Regions from separate parts of the Rattus norvegicus genome. Here all the other regions are linked to region 1. Evidence: chromatin contacts called from public Hi-C data. All regions are on one chromosome and are shown on one strand. The core of a region is the stretch at or near the end of the contact, and the rest is flanking DNA. Distances in the headings are between cores, read along the strand shown. Region 1 has its middle 160 kb from the start of Rnf144b. Region 2 overlaps Rnf144b (ring finger protein 144B). Region 3 holds the start of Dek (DEK proto-oncogene).

Region 1 (3,854 bases), core at 196-2,695:
GCAAGCTTGACCATGACGTTCTTTTATCCCTGATATAGGAGGTGACTGTTGTGTTTTATAAAAAAAGAAAGAGAAGCCAGGGATATGTTTGGTAGGAGCGTGGGGGTCTTTAGAAGGGGTAGGGGCTGCCTCTGCAGGCTCATGCCCTGAGTTACCAGTCATACTATACTAGTGTGGAACAGAGTTTATTTAGGGCATGAGGAGGGGAGTTGAGGAGGTAGTAGAGACAGAGAAAGACAAGGGGTGGGGGCGGTGCGGGGGAGGGAGACACACAGAGACTAACAGTCCGAGAGAGACAGAAACAGAGAGAGAAGAGGCCAGCCATGAACACGTGGAAGGGGTGGGTAGGGGAATGGGGAGAGAGGGCACAGAGGGGATGGAGGGCAAGTGAGCAAGAGAGTAAAGAGGGGGCAAGCAACCCCTTTTAACCGGAGTCAGGCATACCTGGCTGTTGCCAGGTAACTGTGGGGTGGAGCCTAGAAAGAATGCTAACAGCGACTGTCTCATCCCTTAGGTGGGAGATGGACTTCATTGTCTAACACTATTGCCTAATCAGTGCGAGGAGGCAGGAAAGGGTTCTGGAAATGAGTCCTTGCTGGGCTAACTACCTTTTAATTGAAAAACAAAAAAACCGTTTTCCACTTCCCTGCCCTCTGCTCTCTGTGAATGTGCTAACTAAAGTGTTTTCTTTCTCTGCTGGTCTAAAGTGTGAATTCTGTCATCAACCAGCTAATATTCCTCGGTCTTGTTCATTTCTGATTTCAACCAATAAAATAAATCCTGTGTCCTCCCTGTCCCCCGTCTGACTGCACATTCCTATGATCTGGGGCATTCCATGGTGCCCAGAAAGTAAGTTCTCAATAAATACTAACAAAGGGAATCAGAAATAAATAAATACATACATACATAAATACATAAATACATAAATACATAAATCCTCTGCTCTCTCCCTGGCTTAGCTGCTTCAATGGCGAAGGTGAAAGCCTTGTGTTCTGTGCATTCCATTGGAAATGACCTTCTTGTCCTTTTTCACTCTCTCAAGGAGGTGCAATCCCTATATCCTGCCTCACATTGTCTAGGTCTAAAAAAGAGTGACTGTCCACTCAGATACTCCAAGGAATCTAGTCCTTAGTGATTCTCCACCAAGTGACCTGGAAGACCTCATGTGTGACCATTTTCCTCAAGACTGTCCATTCTTTTTCCCATGTCCCTTTTGCCACCTTCCACTCTCTGACCAGGTCAATTCTTCCCTGGCCCCTCCCCAAGTCTCCAGGCGGTTACATCTACTCAACTCCCTGTCTAATTTATGTCTTTGTTACTCGCCGGGTAACAAAGATTTGTATAAGAATCGCTTTAGAAGCAGCCGGTCTTCCCCTGTAGAACCTGAGCTGTGTCCTGCTAAGTCACGCTCCTCACTTGACTCTCATCCACGCCTGGATGCCTGCCGCATAGTTAACATTCCATACAGACTGTCAGAAAGGAATTCTCCTGAGCAGGGGAGATAGCTCAGTCCATAAGCGTTCAACTCTCAGAATTCATGTTTAGAGAAAGAAGAAAAGGTGCAGAGTGTTGATATGTACTTGGAACCCACAAGTGCCTCAGAGGTAGCGATGTACAGTTCCCCGAGACTTACCAGCCTGACCTAATTAGGGAGCCCCAGGTCCTGTAAGGGACCCTGGATCAAAAAGCAGTGTGAGGACTGGAGTTGGCTCAGTGTTAAAGTACACTGGCTGTTCTTGCCAAGGTTCTCTTCCCAGCACACGGATTGGCTCATAACCATCTCTAACTCCAGACCCAGGGGGTCTGACACCCTCTTTTGGCCTGCACAGGCATCATGCATGTTCCCGGTGTACAAACATACATATAGGCAAACACTTTTACATATAAACTGTTTTAAAAAACCATTTTTCAAAAAATAAGATATTGGTGGTGGGTTGGTAACTCCTGGAGAGATGGCATAGTGAGTAAGACAACTTGTTGTTCTTCCAAAGGACCCTGGTTGGGTTCTCAGTTCCCTTGTCATGAAGCACATGACAGCCTGTAATTCCAGTTCCAGAGGACCTGATGCCTCTGGTCTCTTTGGCACTGGCATGTACCCACACCCAGAGACAGATTCCTACACATAATAATAAAAATAAATATTTCTTAATTTAAAAAAAAAAGGTGGAGAGGTCATTGTACAGGAGAGAAAGAAAGAAACAGAGGCAGAGACAAGAGAGAGAGACAAAGACAGAGAGAGACAGAGAGACAGAGACAGAGACAGAGAGAGACAGAGACAGAGAGATAGAGACAGAGACAGAGAGAGAGACAGAGACAGAGAGAGAGAGACAGAGACAGAGACAGAGAGATAGAGACAGAGAGAGACAGAGACAGAGAGAGACAGAGACAGAGAGATAGAGACAGAGACATAGAGACAGAGACAGAGGCAGAGACAGAGGCAGAGACAGAGACAGAGAGACAGAGGCAGAGACAGAAAGAGCAATCACTGGGATTTAATGGCCAGCAGCCTAGTTCCAGTCTCAGTGACAGATCCTGACTCAAGAAAGTAAGACAGAAAGTGATGGAGCAGGACCCTGGATGTCTTTCTCTGGCCTCTGCTTGCGGGCTGGCACTTGTTCCTCTCATGCATGCCTATCACACACACACACACACACACACACACACACACACACACACACACAGGGAAAGGAATATTCTAATTTTGTTCTTTTGGGTTTTTCTAAAACTGTTGTAGCCTGACTTTCTCCACACCTTTTCTTCCACCCTTTCAACCCCCTAACAGTAGATAAGAGAGAGAAAATGAATAGAGAGGAAAGCCAGGGGTTAGAAAGGGGGCGATGTTATCATTAGACTACTTCCTGCTGATTGGGGGGCATGGAGTTCCTTGAGGCAAGTTTGATCTTCATTGCGAAGGGTAGCTGATTTCTTCTTGTTTCTTCTTTTCACATAACTACTTAACAAACCATGGCCAACCACAATCAACAACAACCAAACCCAACAACCCTCTCGGGACCCTAGCATTTATACACCCTCTGCAAAGTCTCCAAAAGTCCAACCATCACACAAGCTTGCAGAAAGCTGGCAAAATCATGCCCCCTCCAGAGCACAAGGCAAATCATAGTCAGCTGCTGCAAACATCTGAAGCAGCCCCATATTCCACGCCTGGGATTGAAATGAAAACATATCCTTATTGTTGACATTCTGTCTAAGCTCCACCCCCACAGTTACCTGGCAACAGCCAGCTGTGCCTGACACTATATAAGGGACTGCTCGCCCTCTCCTCACTCTCTTGCTCTTTGTTCTTCTTCTTCTCTTCTCTGCTCTCGTGCCCTCTTCCTCTTTGTCCCTGTCCCTTCTCTCCCTGTTCCCCGCCTTCCCTCCATTCCTCTCATCTTCTACTCTTCTTCTCTCATTAAACCTCTCCACATGGAACCATGTTGTTTTGTGTGTTCAGTCTGGACACGAGTCGAGATTTAAACCCCAATGCTTACAATATTTCTGTGGGGTTGCTGTTTTGTTTTGTTTTTTAAGAAACCAAGACTCCCAAATTGTCACTACAGGGTGTCACCGGTCTCTTTGTTTGCCATATCAGAAATAAACATTTCAACAGCAGGAGAGAAGCAGGAGGCTATGGGAAGTCAGTCTGCAAAGCCCTCCTCCCTGCCGCCCACTCTGCCTGACACTTTAGCCACCTCGCCCACTCAACTGCAGCTTGGGGACTGGTTTTACCTGAAAAGCCACTCACTGGGGCTGACACTTGCAAAAGCTTTCTAGATTTAATCTTCTCATGAAGTCGTATTTCAATTTAGAATCGTTTTTACTATAATCTCTAAGCCCAGTCAAGACAATGCACA
Region 2 (3,974 bases), core at 1,349-3,848, 130 kb after region 1:
TTGCCACCCTCCCCAGACCCACAGTCACAGGCAGGGAGGCAGGACAAAGTGACATCAGTAACCAAGTGCAAACTCAGAACCACAGATGTGCTTGAAAAAGCAATGGCCATTCACATCAAAAAATGAGTCCCTATTTTGAGAACCCTGTCCTCACAGACTGCGGCTGATCGTCTGCAGCTGCGGAATGGAGTGCGCTTACGCAACACTCAGACCCACTGATGGGTCTTTGGCAACGACTTTGCCAGTTTCAAGGCTTTGTGTTCACATAAAAAGGGGGAACAGATCCGGACATGTTTGCGGCGAAATTGGGAGAAATGTATACATAAGCAGTTGGCTGCTTCCGCTGTCGTAAGCACATTATCAGATTTTCATCTTGACATTGGTTAACTCCAGCAATGACCTGAGGCCTCTCCTCAGACTCACAAACCACGATGTTTTTGGAGGTTGGGTCTATTGAAGATGAAACACCTGACGGTGTTATAAATCTTACTGTGACTCCAGTTTAACCGTTCAACTTATCTTCGAGTTTATCTTATTTAATTATGTGTTCGTGTGGGCCGTAGGGATCTGACATGCTGCCTCTCCAGTGTTGGGATTAAATTCCTAGAACTCAGACTATCATTAGGTCAACCGTATGACGTAAAGACTTAAATGCCGTTTAAGCTTCAGGTTTGGAACTGTTTTTGAGAAAACCCATGAACTTGGCCCTGTTACAAATACAACAAGGATTTCTGAGCAAAGGGTGCTCACCAAGCGGCAAGACTGTTTATTGATGGGTTCAAGGTGCAGGTGAACAGCAAGAAACACAGGTCCGCTGTGCGCTCCAGCGTTGAAAGATATTTGCACACATAACCCATGTGATGCAAACACATACACACACTATACCTGCTTGTCTGTTTCAGAAATACGCTGCTGTTCCTTGACCATTCACAGCCCTGTCTGCAACTGTGCGCCCCCACCTCGGAGTCAGGTGGATGAGCAGTTGGTTCTAGGAGTCAAGCAAGGCGAGCAGAGCATTTTCCTCTATGTATCACATGGCAAGTTAACAATCTGGTGAGGAATTTCTCACCTAGTTTTCACTCACCAACCTCCCAATCCTCCCAGTCCCCTCCCACACAAAAATGATAAACATTCCCAGATCCATCCTGGGTGGATCTTCAGAAGTTTTAGAAATAGCAGGGGCTTCCTCCGATGCACACCCCGAGGCTTCCTCGGATGCCCGCTCTGCAGTGCTGTCGGTGAAAGACCAGGTCGACAGTTACTTATGCCAGATAAGTGTGGGTCTGTGCAGGGGAGGGCTAGCCTAGCGCAAAGTCTGGGGAGAGCAGCACAGATCAAGAGGATGTGAGACTTCCTAGCGGGATGTAGACTCTGCTGTCCAAAGGCCTTCTGAGGGACGAGCCACTTGTTTTAGGTTTGGGAAAGATAGCTATTGCTCTCAACTGCCTTTTAAAGTGAAGAACCAGCTTTCAAAACTCTCCAGTGAGTGAGCCAGACTGTTCTCACATTATAAAATGCTGTGCGGGCTGAATGAAGGCAACTTGGAGAGGGGAGGGATATAGACCCAAGTAGATACAAGTGTGTCACAAAATGGAGAGGAAAGTCAGCTAGGAAAGGGGCTAGTGTACCATAATCCAGGCATAATGGAGCATTTATTTTTGGTATAAACCTTGTATAGTTAGTTACATATTGTTACTATTCACTGAAACACTTCGGCAAGGAGGAAGTGATAGCTCCGGTAACAGAAGTGAGCTGTTCTAGGAAGGTTCAACACCAGAGAGCCACTGCCGGTAAAGGATGTGTCTCAAGCTGTGAGGAAATGGGAGATCTGGAGGCTGGGGAAATGGCTTGGAGGTTAAGAACACTTGCTGCTCTCACAGAGGACTGGAGTTTGGGTCCAAGCACTCATGTCAGAAAACTAGTAACCGCTCAGAACTCCAGTTCCAGGGGATCTAATGCCCTCTCCTGGCCTCCCTCCCCAGGCACCTCCAAACTTGTGTGCATGCGCAAATACAGTCATATCGATAGAAGTCAAATAAACCGTTAAAACCGGAAATGATGACTGAGTGCACTAACATTTAACCTGATTTAGATTGTAATATAAACACTCATTAAACAGCCATATAGTACCCCGATTGTTACATACAATGTTTATGATGTGTATTAGCAAAATAGCCTAGTTCTGATTTTCTCTGGTCTTCGTTTTCTTCCTTGAACACTTGAACATGGCTTCCTTAGCTCGGACGCTGCTTCATGGCCAGAAGTTATTATATTACTTTGAAGAGATGAATAAGCTACAAAGTCGAGCTCGGATATGAGAAGGGGGAAGGGAGTAGGTGTTATCTCATTGGCTCTCTCATTCGTCCCGTCGTGGGTGTGAGCATGCTAACTATAGACTGTGGAGGTGGTTAAGAAAATAAACAGAACTCTAGGTAGAGTAATCAAAAAAAAAAAAAAAAAAAAGCCTGCCTGAAAGAATAGTGAAAGTTAAACTACAGAATTAAAGCTGACGGACGGACAGCCGACCCCATGAAGAAGAGGGAGGGAGAGGCTGCCCCTGTGCATGCTCGCATGCCTGGCAGCTTAGTGGCTCCAAACTCCCTGCTGTGACTAGTGGCTGGGACTTGGAAAGAGGTGGGGTGGAACCATGGGGAAGGGAATTAGAGAGATAAGCAAGAATCAATTCCTTCCAGAGTGCAAGAGCCCATGGTAAGGGACTGCAGTTTAATTTCAAGACGCGGCTTAAAGAAAATGTAATGTGCAGCGAGAAGTCATCCGATTTACAGTTTAAGCTGACCGCTCTCGCTGCGTAGAGGCAGAGGGTAATCGGGTCCTCTCTGACTTCATTGTCCTTGTCACCAAGACCTTCTTCTCTTGTAACTTGCAGCCCTGGAGTTGCTGACCCTGACAATCCCTGTGGCCTTAGATCCTGACAACACCGAATCCAGCTGGGTGGGAGGTGTCTGTTAACACTCTTTCAAGCCCACCCAAATCCCTGCATCTTCACCACTTGAACCAGTCTGAGCCAGCACCCTGATTTTCTGAAGGCCTGGCCACATAGGCCCAACACATTCATTTTCTGTCCTAAAGCTCCAATCATTGGGAGGGCCAATTCCTATCCTCCTAAAACAGCCACCTCCTAACCTCCTAGTTCAAACTTGGCATATTGTACGGTACCGATGCTGGGTGTGTCCTGGTGTTTCCTTTGCAAATGATTTAAATTCTTGGAATCATAAAATACCCCATGTCCGAGCCAGGCATGGCGGCGCATACCTCTAGTTCTGACACTCTGGAGCCAGAGGCAGACGGATCTCCGTGAGTTTGAGGCCAGCCTGGTCTACAATCGTGAATTCCATGACAGCCAGGCTTAGAGCTTAGAGCTCCTGTTTCAAAAGCCTTATATCGTAAGGAGTGTTCTGATTCAATTTGCAGGGTTCTATGATGAGGGAGTGGGCTTGGTATAGTGAGACTCCATTGTTACTGAGGGTGAGAGGCAGCAAATCAGGGTAATGGCGGTGGATGTGTCTGTCCCCAGACTCCAGGGGTGGAAGGCTTGGTCCTCAGTGTAGTGCTGGGGCGGGGGATGCTTTAAGAGACAGGGCAGAGCAGGTCTTAGGTCACGGGAAACTGCAATGACAGGCCACTGCGAGCTATCCAGGCTCCCTCTCCACTCTGCTTTGTTGTTGGCTAGGAAACGTTTGGCCATGGGTTCCTGATATGACGCATGACCTCAGCACAAGCCCAAAAGCCATGGACTGAAACCATGAGCCCAAATAAACCTTGTTTCTACCTAAGTTTTCACTTCAGGGATGTGTTACAGTGGCAAAAAGTTAACCACCCCGAGGACCAGGCACAGAGCTCCCTGGCTCCCTGTTCAGAGCTCTCTGCATGTTCCAAAGCTATTTTTAAAAAACATCTGTGGAGACAGGGCAGTTCTTTGCAAGCCCCGTCTATACATGTCACCTCAGAGTCAT
Region 3 (4,003 bases), core at 301-2,800, 180 kb after region 1:
CTCTCATTGTAAGGGTTTTTTTTTTTTCAAGTGTCATTTTATTAACAAAACTTCCTTTAATCATTGAGCTTTAATAAGAAAAGCTCCCTTGGCCCTCTGGCAGCCCTGTGGTGAGGGACAGAGGACTTAGTACTTATAAAGCAACAATTGAGAATGGTATCAAAACAGTGATGGCCTGGAGGGAGGAAAAACACTTGGTCAGAAATAAGTGATGGAAAGGATCAAGTTCACTGAGGATTAATAAGAAGAAGCAACCCTGGCCATTGAAGTGTAAAGACCAGATAGTATGAATGACAGCCGTGTGCAGGAACCCGAGGTAAGGCTTGTGTGACTGAATGGCCAATCATATCAGGGAGCTATCAGACAGTCAGTAGCCGCATTATGTAGCATCTTACACATTTTCATACGGAAATTTGAGGGTTATTCCAAGTTATGATGCAGCCATCTGAGGTTTTAAGCAGAAGGTCAAACTAAATGAAATTGCTTTGGCTGGGATGTGACTAGTGGGAGGAGGCTTTGCTGCAATCCAAACTTAACAATGAGCAAAGAAAGGTGGGCAGAACCAGTAGACTGGGAAATGGCCTAAGATCTGAAAGCAGAAATAGCAGGACTTTGCTTCTTCTAAAAGGGACGCAGAAGAGGATAAAGTCTAACTTTTGTCCCGCAACTTGGGAGTCTATCATGGCAAATGAAACCAACCATATTTCCACCAAGTTGACTGGATTAAAAAACAAAACAAAACAAAACGAAAGGGTAGGGAAAGATCATTCGGGCAGCTAGTGTTCTCAGGGTAAGAGAGAGAGTACGTGAGGAGATATTGTTTTTAAACTGTGGACTCTAAAAGGATCACTGGGTTTGCCTAGAATTCTTGACAGGAGAGTGTGGATTGGACAAATATTCTATCTGCATTACAGGGGAGACCAAGGGGGAGGGAAAGGAAAAGAATGATTTGTCTTACATTCACCGGTTTGAAACCTATTTATGTCGCTGGTGGTGTGAGCCCTTAACGTGGTGGTGGGTCCTTGTCACGGTGCAGCGTACTGGCGACGCGAAACCTCACAAGTAGGTCACACTTGGGAGCCTTCATCTCGAACGAGCTCTAGGAGACGAACGTGGAGGCTCCCGGTCAACCCGGTCTGTAGGGTGATTACTGTAGGGTGAAGCCGTGCGGGGAAAAGACTTCTGCGAATCCCTCAACTTCGCCACCTCCAGCCGCTCCCCGGCTCCGCGGGCCCAGGACAGCCGGTCATTTTCTCCAGATCGGGAGGTTAGAAGCTCGCAGGCCCCCTAGCGTCCGACCGTTCAGCGCGGAGGCCCCGGCTCGCGCCCGCCACCCCGAGCACCCACCCGCCGGGCGTCGCGACCCGGTCCTGCCGCGGACCGCAGACCCCTCCCGCCCCCGACTCCTCCCGAGCAGCAAGAGGGAGACGACGACGCCCGCCTCCCGCGCCCTCCCGCCCTCCCTCCCGCGCGCGCCAACTCCCAGCGCAGCGCGCTGATTGGCCGGCGCATTCCCGCTCTGCTTCCCGAACCGCCATTTTGAAAATCTTGTTGATTCTGAGGAACCGAGAGCGAGCGCGCGGCTTCGCGAGGACCTCGGCCCGCGCGCCTTCCACTCAGCGGCGGCCTTCTCGTGCGCACCCGCGGTGAGGACCGCAGCAGGGAGGCGCGGCTGCCGCCCCCCGTGGCGGGGCAGCGGGGAGGAGACGCGGCCATAAGCACGGAGGCCTGCCGCGGGGGAGGGGACGGGGCTCGGCTCTGCTCGCCTTGGCCAGACTGGCCTGGCCCGGCCCCGGGCGGCGCAGGCCGAGCGGGAGCGCGCGCTGGCGGCTGAGGGGCGGTGCGGTTTCCCGCCTCGGGCATCCCCGGGGAGGCGGGCGGAGTGACAGATAGGGTAGGCGACTTGGAGGAGAGCTAACACGGGGCGGTCGCTACGCTCCTGCCCGCGGGAGCGAACGAGCAGGCGAGCGAACCGAAGCGTGCGGCTTCTTCCCCGCCCGCAGGCTCCCAGCATGTCGGCGGCGGCAGCCCCCGCTGCGGAGGGAGAGGACACCCCCACGCCGCCCGCGTCCGAGAAGGAACCTGAGATGCCGGGTCCCAGGGAGGAGAGTGAGGAGGAAGAGGAGGAGGACGACGACGATGAGGATGAGGAGGAAGAAAAAGGTGGGCAGGGATGCGCATCCCCCCGGTGGATTTCTTCACATCAAAAGTTACCCCCTCCCCTCCTTTGGGGAGCAGTTATCTTGCTTTTTAATGCTTAGAAGCATTAAGTCGGAGTGGTTGATTTCACGCGATTGCTAACAATTAGTGGTAGAAAAATCTGTGATATCTCCCCCCCCCCCCTCTCTCTCTCCTTTTGAGTATTTGCCGGGGTTTTGGTGCAAGTGTAGCAAGAGTTTTCCCAGTGTGCCTTCAGAACGCTTCGTCGTTCACCCAGAAGTTTGTAAGTCAGATCTGCCTTTTGAAGTTACCCTAACTAAGGTTCAGTAATGGAACTTAACACTACAGGTATTCTTACTAATCCTGGAAATGTTTTTTCATGTCCATATTCTCGGCTCTTTGTATCTGCTGATTTTTTTTCTTTTTCAGTAAGGGTTCTTGGGGGAGCGCTTTTGTTTGCCTAGGGCTCACGGGTGAAAGCTGTTGTTGTTGGAGAAAGTAGTTAAAAAACGAGAAAACTGAACTGAAAGTTAACATGTGAGCCCACAGCTGTCTCGGTTTTGGAACTAATTCTGACCCAAGGAAGGTGGTAAGAAGCATCATTTGAATAGAGGCTGAGCTGTGTCAAGTAGCAAGCATTGTGTCAGTCAGAGCGCATGCTGTTCCTCTACAGCAGTCTTCTGGACTAGTCTCAGCTGCTAGAAGACCCCAGGCACAACTTCACAGTCTCAACTTAATGGTACAGATGGCCACAGCGCAGCCAAACTTGAGAGCAGGCCTAAAGGTTAAAGTGCTCTTCCCAAACTGCCACTTCTTTTCATAAATATCATCTAGGTTAAGAGTTCAAGGCGTACTTATTATTTGAAGTGGTATGTGCCCTAAGACCTTTTGGGGGTGTGTCATTTAAGTACAGCATTGGCTCTAGTTATAAATTTTAGTAAGAATTGTTTCAATTACTTTTAGGTTATTTATAATTGGTGTTTTATAAAGTCAGTGATATGTACGTATGTATGATGTAACGGGGGGACGTACCTCGGTGGGTCTATGCTAAGACATCCCTCCTCCCTGAGGTACCAGCCCCCCCATGCGTGTAGTATAAAGTAGTTTATTTGGAGGCATGAGAAGGGGAGTTAAGAAAGGAGTAGAGAGAGAGACACAGGCCAGGAACATAGGGGGAAGGGGGAATGGGAGAGGAAAAAGGGGGGCAGAGAGTTAAGAGGCCAAACAGACCCTTTTATAGCAAGCCAGGCTTACCTGGTTGTTGCTAGGTAACTGTTGGGCAGGGCCTAGAAGGAATGCTAACAATAATGTAATGGCTAAACGTTGACTACAGTAGCTCAGTGTAGCTAAGACTTCAACTTCCTAGAGGGGCAGAGTTGTGATTATAGAGGCGGTGAGTTTTCTTGGGCAGAAAGACATTTCGAAGTTGGATACAGAAGGCCCAAACAGTAATGTTTGCGGAGGCTGGCAGTGAGTGATGCATAAGACCCTGGATTTTGTTCTAGCTGAATAAGTCAGTTGTGCGTTTAAAAGTGATTTTTGTAGGTTTAGTCCTTCACGGTTTTAGAGTTTGTTCATAATTACTTAGTAATTACTTAGTTTTCTCTTTGGGGTGTTTGGGGTAACTGGAATTGCAGGTTTCTGTTCTGCTTGTCCCAGAATGCTTACCTTCAGTTTAATGACAGAAAGATGTGGGGACAGTGAAATTACTGAAGTCTGTGACGTATGGCAAGAATTGGAAGTGGTTCTGGGGAGGTGAGAGTCAGAACTGTGGCTCTCAGCTTTCCTCTGTAGGGTTCGGATGATGATGCTGTGCTGTAGAAAAGCAGGTGGGCCAGCTTGG

The links. Hi-C and Micro-C count contacts between places; a contact is called where the count stands out from the background.
Region 2: a Hi-C map of the A7r5 cell line shows a contact between it and region 1, with 4 times the contacts expected there. The contact joins two enhancer-like sites. A contact is called at or near these places in 11 of 12 Hi-C or Micro-C datasets (the A7r5 cell line, the Rat2 cell line, Schwann cells and 6 more) and 1 of 1 datasets of contacts at active chromatin or transcription factors (oligodendrocytes).
Region 3: a Hi-C map of the A7r5 cell line shows a contact between it and region 1, with 5 times the contacts expected there. The contact joins the promoter of Dek here to the enhancer-like site in region 1. A contact is called at or near these places in 9 of 12 Hi-C or Micro-C datasets (the A7r5 cell line, Schwann cells, frontal cortex and 5 more).

The regions. Positions count from the first base shown.
Region 1 is chr17:17,606,471-17,610,324 of GRCr8, forward strand. No RefSeq gene overlaps it. Among named protein-coding and RNA genes, the nearest start is that of Rnf144b, 160 kb to the right of the region's middle. Within about 2 kb of position 1,446, at least 20 of the 93 cell types and tissues checked have an H3K27ac peak or open chromatin away from gene starts, as enhancers often do. A contact at or near this core is called in the A7r5 cell line, kidney and liver, where this site is marked.
Region 2 is chr17:17,739,128-17,743,101 of GRCr8, forward strand. All of the region lies in intron 1 of Rnf144b (ring finger protein 144B), which reads right to left. Among named protein-coding and RNA genes, the nearest start is that of Rnf144b, 28 kb to the right of the region's middle. Within about 2 kb of position 2,599, at least 2 of the 93 cell types and tissues checked have an H3K27ac peak or open chromatin away from gene starts, as enhancers often do. A contact at or near this core is called in the A7r5 cell line, where this site is marked.
Region 3 is chr17:17,785,589-17,789,591 of GRCr8, forward strand. Dek (DEK proto-oncogene) reads left to right here and starts at 1,551. Exons shown (of 11, transcript NM_001004255.1): 1 at 1,551-1,646; 2 at 2,004-2,163. The coding sequence starts at 2,013. It also overlaps a transcript of Rnf144b not described here.